2 separate regions of the Pan troglodytes genome follow, and region 1 is linked to region 2. A link is a contact called in public HiChIP or PLAC-seq data. All regions are on one chromosome and are shown on one strand. Each heading gives the region's core, a stretch centred on a gene start, on an enhancer-like site or on the middle of the called end of the contact. The rest is flanking DNA. Distances are from core to core; before and after follow the strand shown. Region 1 overlaps LOC107969790 (a long non-coding RNA gene). Region 2 overlaps ZNF473 (zinc finger protein 473).

What was found. HiChIP or PLAC-seq counts read pairs in DNA pulled down with a chosen protein or histone mark.
Region 1: a contact with region 2 is called in an H3K4me3 HiChIP or PLAC-seq map of stem cell-derived excitatory neurons, with 9 times the contacts expected there. The contact joins two enhancer-like sites. A contact is called at or near these places in 2 of 7 Hi-C or Micro-C datasets (induced pluripotent stem cells and stem cell-derived neural progenitor cells) and 1 of 1 datasets of contacts at active chromatin or transcription factors (stem cell-derived excitatory neurons).

Annotation. Positions count from the first base shown.
Region 1 is chr20:53,505,321-53,510,399 of NHGRI_mPanTro3-v2.0_pri, forward strand. It overlaps LOC107969790 (a long non-coding RNA gene), which reads left to right. Exons shown (of 3, transcript XR_001711887.2): 2 at 2,900-2,996; 3 at 4,372-4,953. It overlaps SYT3 (synaptotagmin 3), which reads right to left. Exons shown (of 11, transcript XM_016936669.3): 11 at 5,058-5,079. Among named protein-coding and RNA genes, the nearest start is that of C19H19orf81, 21 kb to the right of the region's middle. Within about 2 kb of position 3,736, at least 4 of the 24 cell types and tissues checked have an H3K27ac peak or open chromatin away from gene starts, as enhancers often do. A contact at or near this core is called in stem cell-derived excitatory neurons, where this site is marked.
Region 2 is chr20:52,996,768-53,001,725 of NHGRI_mPanTro3-v2.0_pri, forward strand. It overlaps ZNF473 (zinc finger protein 473), which reads left to right. Exons shown (of 5, transcript XM_009436077.5): 5 at 1-1,025. Among named protein-coding and RNA genes, the nearest start is that of ZNF473, 24 kb to the left of the region's middle. Within about 2 kb of position 3,129, at least 18 of the 24 cell types and tissues checked have an H3K27ac peak or open chromatin away from gene starts, as enhancers often do. A contact at or near this core is called in stem cell-derived excitatory neurons, where this site is marked.

The DNA.
Region 1 (5,079 bases), core at 2,486-4,985, 510 kb after region 2:
ATAATTTTTTTTTTGAAACTGGGTCTCTGTCGTCCAGACTGGACTGCAGTGGCTCAACCATGGCTCACTGCAGCCTTGACCTCCTGGGCTCAAGCGATCCTCCCACCTGAGTAGCTGGGACTACAGGTGCACACCATGGCACTTGGCTATATATATATATATATATATTTAAAGAGATGGAGTCTTGCTATGTTGCCAAGGCTGGGTCTCGAACTCCTGGGCTCTAGTGATCCTCCCATCTTAGCCTCTCAAAGTGCTGGGATTACAGGCATGAGCCACCGAGCTTGGCAATAATTTTTTAAAGGGCCAGTTTTTTGTCTCTTGAAAGTGGAGGAGTCTTGGCGAGTCCAGCAAATGGCATATACTATTTTGTTTCTCTTCCCTCCCCTTTCAAGTAAGAATTGTGATTGTTTTCTTGTTTTTCCTCCACTGTTATACACAGGGGTGGGTTGCTGAGGGGGCTACAATTTCATTTAACATAAATTTTTTTTTTAGATGGAGTCTTGCTCTGTCACCAGGCTGGAGTGCAGTGGCACAATCTCCGCTGACTGCAACCTCCGCCTACCAGGTTCAAGTGATTCTTCTGCCTCAGCCTACCGAGTAGCTGGGATTATAGGTGTGAGCCACCATGCCGGGCTAATTTTTGTACTTTTAGTAGAGACAGGGTTTCACCATGTTGGCCAGGCTGGTCTTGAACTCCTGACCTCAGGTGATCCACTTGCCTTGGCCTCCCAAAGTGCTGGGATTACAGGTGTGAGCTACCGTGCCCAGCCTTAACATTAATTTTCAGGATCAAGAGAGACTTCATGTGCCCTTGATGAAAGGAATAGCCAATATCCAGAAATCTTGGTCTGAGGATTGGATGTGGCTTTGGGATCCCTCCCTTTGCAGAAGGGGTGAAAGCTTCTGCAGTTGCACTAGAGATAGTTATATTATGTTAGGTGGGAGTATTAGTTTTAGCCAACTTTATCAAAATATAATTTGTGTACAAGAAAATTATCAATATTTCAAAAAGATATTTGCAACCCACTTTCATAGCAGCATTATTTACAATACCCAAAAGGTGAAGGAGGCAACCCAGCTGTTCATCAACGAATAAATGGTTCGACAAAATGTGGTATATACACATAATGGATTTTTTTTTTGAGATGGAGTCTCGCTCTGTCGCCCAGGCTAGAGTGCAGTGGTGCAATCTTGGCTCACTGCAACCTCCGCCTCCTGGGTTTAAGTGATTCCGCTGCCTCAGCCTCCTGAGTAGCTGGGACTACAGGTGCCTGCCACCACGCCCGGCTAATTTTTTGTAGTTTAGTAGAGATGGGGTTTCACCATGTTGACCAGGATGGTCTCGATCTCCTGACCTCGTGATCCGCCTGCCTCTTCCTCCCAAAGTGCTGGGATTACAGGTGTGAGCCACTGCGCCTGGCCCATAATGGAAAATTATTTAACCTTAAAAAGGAAGGAAATGCTAACACATGCTAAAACATGGGTGAAGCCTGAGGACATTCATGCTAAGTGAAACAATCCCATCACAAAAAGACAGATGCTGTATGATTCCACTTACATGAGGTACCTAGAGTAGTCAAATTCATAGGGAATTTCCCAGAGAGTAGAACGTGCTTCCCAGGGGCTGGGAAGGGAAGGCAGTGGGAGTTGCTTGATGGGAACAGTTTCAATTCTACAAGAGGAAAGAGTGGAGATGAGTAGGGGTGATGATTGCACAACAATGCAACTGTACACTTAAAATTGGCTAAGTCCTGGGGAGGTGGCTCATGCCTGTAATCTCAGCTACTCTGGAAGCTGAGGCAGGAGAATCGCTTGAACCGGGGAAGCGGAGGTTGCAGTGAGCCAAGATCATGCCATTGCACTCCAGCCTGGGCACTGCAGCGAGACTCCGTCTCAAAAAAAAAAAAAAATTGGCTAAGATGATAAAGTTTGTGTTATGTGTATTTTGCAACAATATACAAGAATTTAAATGAGCCAATTTTAAGCGCAATGAATTTTGACAAATGTATTCGGTTGTGTGATCACTTCCATCATCCGGAAAGTTTCCCTGTGTCCACTAGTAATCAGTCTCTCCATAACCACTGCCACTGCCCCCAGTCAACCACTAATCCATTTTCTGCCCCTGCACATCAGCCTTTTCTTTTCTCTTTTCTTCTCTTCTCTTCTTTTCTTTTACTCTGTCACTCAGGCTGAAGTTCAGTGGTGTGATCTCAGCTCACTACAACCTCCGCCTCCCAGGTTCAAGCCATTCTCCTGCCTCAGCCTCCAAAGTAGCTGGGATTACAGGCACTTGCTACCACACCCGGTTAATTTTTGTATTTTTAGTAGAGATGGGGTTTTACCATGTTGGCCAGGCTGGTCTTGAACTCCTGACCTCGTGATCCACCTGCCTTGGCCTCCCAAAGTGCTGGGATTACAGGGTGAGCCACTGTGCCTGGCCTCTGGCCTCTTTCTTTCTTTCTTTCTTTCTTTCTTTCTTTCTTTCTTTCTTTCTTTCTTTCTCTTTCTTTCTTTTCTTTTCTTTTTTCTTTCTTTCTCTCTCTCTCTCCTTCCTTCCTTCCTTCCTTCTCTCTCTTTCTTTCTCTCTTTTTTGAGTTGGAGTCTCACTCTGTTGCCCAGGCTGGAGTGCAGTGGCGTGATTGGCTCACTGCAACCTCCGCCTCCCGATTCTCCTACCTCAGCCTCCCAAGTAGCTGGGATTACAGGTGCCAGGCTGCTTTTGAACTTCTGATCTCAAGTAATCCGCCTGCCTCAGCCTCCCAAAGTGCTAGGATTACAGGCGTGAGCCACCATGCCCTGCCCATATTAGTGTTTTCTTTCTACAATTTCACAAAAGTGGAATCCTACAGCATATACCCTTGTATCTGGCTGTATCACATGGCATCATGTTTTTCAGATGCAGTGCAGCAGTGCCATCACAGCTCCCTGCAGCCTCAAACTCCTGGGCTCAAGTGATTCTCCTGCCTCAGCCACCAGAGTAGCTGGGACTACAGGTGAGCACCATCATGCCTGGATAATTTTATTATTATTATTATTATTACTACTACTACTACTACTACTACTATTATTTGTAGAGACAGGGTCTTGCTATGCTGCCCAGGCTGGTCTCGAACTCCTGAGCTCGAGCAATACTCCCACCTCGACCTCCAAAGTAGCTGGAACTACAAGTGAACATCACCATGCCCGGCCAATTTTTTTTTTTTTTTTTTTTAAGAGAATCTCACCATATTACCTGGTCTCAAACTCCTGGGCTTGAGCGATCCTCCTGCCTCAGCCTCCCAAAGTGCTGGGATTTACAGGCATGAGCCACTGTGCCTGGTGGTTACTACCACATTGACTTCAGACTTCTGGCCTCCAGAGCTGTGAGAGAATAAATTTCTGTTGTTTTCAGCTAGGTTATTGTAACTTGTTACATCAGTCCTAGCAAACTGACACAGTGATTGGACCAATTTTTGCAGTGGGAGTTTTTGAAATGTTGTGTCCCGGAATGTAGATGTGAATTAGTGTGAAGTAGCTGAGGGTAGAATGTAGTGGACACCTACTGCTTTGAGGGACTGTCCCTTGCCCATTGCCGTGTGATTCATTTGGAACTGTCAGTCAAGGGACCCCTACATATATGGCTTCCAGGAGATGGATTCATCCCTCCAGCAAAAAGGGATGAGGTCCAGAGGGGCTTTGGACCAATCCTGGGCAAGATGGGCAGGGGAGGAGGAGGAGGAGTCAGCAAAGGCAGGAGGCGGGCCCAAGAGTCGGCTCCAAACTGGACCCAGTGATTGGCCCGGGGTGTCTCCAAGGTCTGGGCTGGACCAATCAGAATCCTGTTCCTGAATGACACAGCAGCTGAGAGCCAGCTGATTCTCACATTGTTTCCTCTGAAGTTATCTGCTCTGAAGGCAATTACAAGTCCTGTTAATTTCTTGCAATGGCAGCAGATCCTGTTAATTTCCTACCCAACAATAGTTCCCCTCCCCGTGCTTCCTCTAGGCAAAGCCCGCACCCCACCATGGGGACTGGAAATGACAGATGTTCACTACCCAGATCGCTTTGCAACTCGGGGTAGCCACACAGCCGGGTTCTGGCAAGAGAGAAATAAGGAGAATTATTCTGAGGAGGAAAAAAGGGGAACACAGAAGGGGAGGCCCCGGTCTACACTGCCTGATTTAGATGCCAGTGTGTGAGAACATGATGCTGCTATAGACAGTTTGTACTCAGGAGGGGAACGAACACCAGTCTCAGAGATGCCAACCAGAGCCTAATGTTGTTGAGCAGCTGAACCAACCCTGGGACTGTCTTTGAAAAATCTGATATGCAAACATGCAAAAAAATCTTTCTCTTTCAGTTGGGAAGGTTTTTTTTTTTTTTTTCCAGCCGAAGGTATCATAACAGATACAGCATTATACACCTGGAGCTCCAAGTGACCATCTCATTGCCACTGCAAACACCTACCCGAGAGAGAAGCCAATAGCCAGGCACGGTGGCTCACGCCTGTAATCCCAGCACTTTGGGAGGCCAAGGTGGGCAGATCACAGGAGGTCAGGAGTTCGAGACCAGCCTGCCAACATGGTGAAACCCCGTCTCTACTAAAAATACAAAAAATTAGCCAGGCGTGGTGGCGAGCGGCTGTAATCCCAGCTACTCAGGAGGCTGAGGCAGGAGAATCGCTTGAAACCGTGAGGTTGCAGTGAGCCGAGATCACACCACTGCACTCCAGCCTGGGCAACAAGAGTGAAACTCCATCCAAAAAAAAAAAAAAAAAGAGGAAAGCAGAAGTGAGAGTCCCTTGAACAGCTGGATCTAACCATGCCTGAAGTCCCTCTGTGTTCAATGTGTTCATAGGCTTTCCATGGACAGAGGTCTTTCAATTCTGTTTACGGCTTTGGGTTGAATTTTGTGTTCTGTACTCACAATGATCCTGACTAACACCATTTTTATAAACTGAGGCTCAGAGAGATCATTAAGTTGCCCAGTCATTGAAAGAAACACAAATTTGTCTGCTTGCAGAGCCAGCATGTTCCAATCCGGTTTCCCAGTCTCAGAGAGGACAGGAGGCCCAGTTGGAGTGAGACCCACGGAGTG
Region 2 (4,958 bases), core at 1,879-4,378:
TTAAAGAGGACTCCCTATCCCACAAATACATGCTCCCTCTTCCCATGACCTTCCTCCATTTAACAGTGTTGGTTATGCAATAAGACACCCAATTTTTCATGGGAGTTGACACCAAAACACAGCTGGATTCCATCAGGAAAGCTGCATTGATCAGGGTGTTAACCGCATATGAAACACAACCCATATGGAAGACATGCTTAGGGGTCAAACCTGTGGTGTGTGGAAGTGACCACTGGGATGTCATCATTCACCATTTATCCAGGATGGCCGCTCACCAGGCAATTTGCTAGGCTCGGGGGCAGGTAGTATCCATACGCTATGCACTACTGCTCTGAAGCTTCTGGAATCAGAAATGAACCCATTTTCATCGACGATTGCTGTTAGTTGACAAGTGACATCTTGAAAATGCCACATTCCCTCATGTCACAGGAAGTTCTGGGATCACCAAGGATTGTTGGAGAGTCCAGTGAGATGGAACCACACAACCAGTTCCCTACCAGTGTCTTGTCAGCTCTGGGTGTTTATTCCCTACCACTAAGTGGCTCAGTCACACCTTTGCTGAAACACAGTAGTCTTATGAAATCACTGGACACATACTTTGAATACCTTTCATATTTTAGGTGCTGAAAATGGTGAGGGAGTGAGTGCTCTGCACCCTTGGGCTTTTCAACTTTTGCACCTGGAGTTCTGCTGGTTAAGTTTGTTAAACTTAGTTGAAACTGCGAACCTGTTGGCTAACCATTGGGGCCTTACACTGTTTTTCAAATGGCTGCAACATTTAACTTCTCGCACATGGTTCCCATCCTCTGGAGCTCTGTCTTGTCGGGGAGATGGGCATGTTGTATACCAAAAGAGTGTACAAAGTGTTGCAGGGCTGTGACACAATAGGGACTCTGGAAAACTGGCAGCCATTGGGTGTGGGGACAGTCTGTAAATCAGTCACCTGTGTTGCTGCAGGCCAAGGTAGAAACGCCCTCCGTGTGTGCATATTTGTTGGTTCTCTGATTAAAGTTTTGAGTCTAAAAGCATTGGTTCCTTCTCTCAGCCTGCTGCCATGCAGCCACGCATCAGTCCCTGCCTGCCAGGCCTCACGTCTTTGCCGGGGAGGGCTTCTGCTGGCAATCATTGCCCAGTAAGAGGGAGCAGCTCAGTTTTCCCACTGTCTGGGCGGGGCATGCGCCACTGAGGAGGCACACAAGTTCAGCTGGTCCTCAGATGCATCATCAAACAACACTTTTCAGTCTGTGTGGGCCTAAGTAACCAAGCAGAGAGCACAGGCAGCCTGCAGTTCACTCTTCACAGACATGTCAGGCCCCAGGCTTGGGGAGTGTTTCTAATTAGCATCCAGTAATACATATAACTTTGTTTAGTACTTTAATTTTTGTCCCCACCTTTTTCCTTTAGTGACAAGTGACAAGAGATACTACTTCCTGCTCATGGTAGTAATAGAAAGTTTTTTTTTTTTTATAAAGTGAGCTGATAGGGCTGAGTGTGGTGGTTCATGCCTGTAATCCCAGCACTTTGGGAGGCCTAGGTGGGAAGATGACTTGAGCCCAGGAGTTCGAGACCAGCCTGAACAACGTGATGAAACCCTGTCTCTACGAAAGAAATATGCAAATTAGCTGGGTAGTGGCCACTGATCACTTAAAAATGATTAAAATGGCAAATTTTATGTATATTTTTACAATTTAAAAACATTTAAAGTTTAAATTTAGATAAAAGTTTAAATAAATTTAGATAAATTTAAAACATTTTAAAGTTTGTGTGGTAGGCTGGGTGTGGTGGCTCATGCCTGTAATCCCAGCACTTTGGGAGGCTGAGGTGGGTGGATTGCTTGAGCTTGGGAGTTTGAGACCAGCCTGGGCAGCATGGTGAAATCCTGTGTCTACAAAGAATACAAACAGCCGGGTGTGATGGTACACGCCTGCAGTCAAGCTACTAGGGAGGCTGAAGTGGGAGAATCGTGAGCCTGGGAGGTTGAGGCTACAGTAGGCTGTAATCATGCCACTGCACTCCAGCTTGGGTGACAGAACAAGACCCTGTCTCTGAATAAAGGAAAAAGATGTGATTGGAAAAAGAAATGAGCTACCGGAGCCTAAACCAAGCAAGGCTAAGATGGCAAAACCCAACACCTCTGAGGCTGATGCAAAGACAAGCTCAAACGAGGTCAAGGTATAAAGCAGCAGCAAAGTCTTCTCTAGGGCCAAGGTCTCCCCCAACATTTCAGAGATGGGGACCCCTTGTCGGAACTGATACCCCAGCTAAATTCCAGCTTGACTTCTGGAAGGGCTGGAGACTAAGGTCAGTCAGGGTGATCAGCCCTGTCAACATAACCAACCCCATAACCCTGGGTACCACGGCGTGGGTGAGCTTCTCTGGCAACACTTTGTGTGCGGTCACACATCATTGCTGAGTGCGTTAAATGCTTTCCATATGACTTTACTGGCAGAGGACACCTGGAAGCTCACGCTTGGTCTCTCCTAGACTCCATCCTATGCACCTTTTCCCATTGCTGGTTTTAATCTCTATTCTTTAGCTGTAGTAAATGCAATCAAGTATAACAGCTTTGCTGAGTTTTGTGAGCCCTTCTAATGAATTACTGAACTTAAGGGTCCACTGCCCTCTCTGAGCCTCAGTTTCTTCAGTGGACTCAAGAATGATACTCAGTGTAAGGATTCTCAAAACGAGCATCAGCAGGTTCCGCCCACGCCGGCCTCCTGGGTTCAGTTCTCTAATAACCACCTCCCTTCCCCGCCTACTCCAGCCAATCCTTGTGCTGACTCGGCTCCTGGCCACGCCCTAACCCCACCCCCGCTGCCTCTAAACCCGTCCCCACCCCTGCAGCCTCACAGGCTGCCGTCAGATTCTCAAGCCCCTATTCCTCTCGGTGGCCTAAATCCCCAACTGCTCGGGGCCACTTTTCAGGCCAAAATGGGCCCAAAATGGGGAGGGCAAGTGATGAATGTCACTAGACAGTCGGGCCCTCAAGGACCTGGCAAATGGGGGCTTGGACCTCGGATCGGCCTCCCACGCGAAGCTTGCTCCCCACCAGCATCCCCACGTTGGTGGCGACGCTGCCCCGGCCCCACGGATACTTCCGCGCCTGTCAGACTCCCTGATGAACTACCCTTCCCAGAGTACCGCGGGAGCTCGGGCTCCTAAGGGCGACGGTCCTCTGATGGCAGATGCGGGAGAAACTCTGGCGTCAGGCGGCCCTCGCGTGGAGCACACGAAGTCGTGGCTTATTCTGGCTTCAGTATGTGGGGTGGAGAAGGCGATCCACGCAGCTGCGTCTATTTCCTGTGGATCAATCGCAGAATACGTTCTGTAAGCCCCGCCCCCACTGCGTGCGGGCGGCTTTTGTCTCCACGGCAACCGTCAACTCTGGAAACGCCTGTCTTTCTCCATGGCAACTGTCTACGCCGCAGGCTGGAGCCGCCCATTACCGGAGCCCGTAAGCAGTATGGGTGCTGGACAAACAGCGTGATCGGGTCGTAAAACTTGGTGGAAAACGAATATTAGAGCACAAGGAAGGAAAAACCGGGCTGGGTGGGACTGAAATAGTTGATGTGAGGGAAGATTTCTCAAAGGGAGACTTTTTTTTATTGTTTGTTTGTTTTTTACTTTTATTTTTTCAAGACGGGGTCTCGCTCTGTTGCCCAGGCTGGAGCACAGTGGCACGATCTCGGCTCACTGCAACCTCCGCCTTCCGGGTTCAAGCGATTCTCCTGCCTCAGCCTCCCGAGTGGCTGGGATTACAGGCGCCCGCCACCACGCCTGGATAATCTTTTGTATTTTTAGTAGTGTGAAAAATGGGAAAGTTATTCTTCAAAGATTATAAAAAGTCACAATTTCTTAGTATAAGATTGCTATCCACTATTATATATTCCAAATCAGCTGTCCTAGCTTGCTCCGGCATGCCTGGACAGAACTAGACAAGCCCCAGGACATAGTGCATAGTTAAGGAAGCATCCTTAACTATCCCCTGGGCAACTTCCTTTTCTTTGTTCTGTTCCCCTTACCCAGTTAAAAAAGTTTTAAACTAATAGCCAATCGGGTAAAGTGTAAAATGTGAGGTCCTATTCCAGCCAATGGAAACTGGACACAGCAGTAAGGTAGACACATCAGGTTATAATAACTCTGTCTCCTTAGTTTGGCGGGGTCTCGTGGCTGGACAGCTATTGAGTAGCACCCTTTCTGCAGGAAGTAAAGCTCGCCTTGCTGAGAGATCATTTGTTCCCGCATTAATTCTTTTTTTTTTTTTTTTTTTTTTGCGACACCAAAAACCTCATTCCCAACAGCAGGGGTTTCACCATGCTGCCCAAGGCTGGTCGCCAACTCCTGACCTCAGGTGATCCACCTGCCTCCCCCTCAAGTGCTGGGATTATAGGCATGAGCCACTGCTCCTGTCCCACGAGGCGGCCTTTGAAAAAGGCTTTGAGGGATGAGCAGGAGGTCGCCAGGAAGAGAAGGGAAAATATACTATATCTATAGATCTGGCCAAAATTAAAAGTCTCAACGAGGGTGTGAGGAAACTGCCATTCTCCTACCCTGCTGGTAGGGAGAGGAATGTCTTCAGCCTTTGAGGAAGTAAATCAGTCAGTCAGTGGGTGATGTTTGCTGAGAACCTTACTGTATACTGGGCAGACGCTAGGGATACAGCGGGGAAAGACAGAGGGCAGGCAGTAACCATGAGACATGATTGGAAATTATAAGTGCTGTGAAGTAGGCTGGGTGTGGTGGCTCACACCTGCAATCCCAGAACTTTGGGAGGCCAAGGCGGGTGGATCACTTAAGGCCAGGAGTTCGAGACCAGCCTGGGAAACATGGTGAAACCCCGTCTCTACTAAAAAGACAAAATTAGCCAGGCGTGGTGGCGGGCACCTGTAATCCCAGTTACTCAGGAGGCTGAGGCAGGGGAATCACTTGAACCTGGAAGGCAGAGGTTGTAGTGAGCC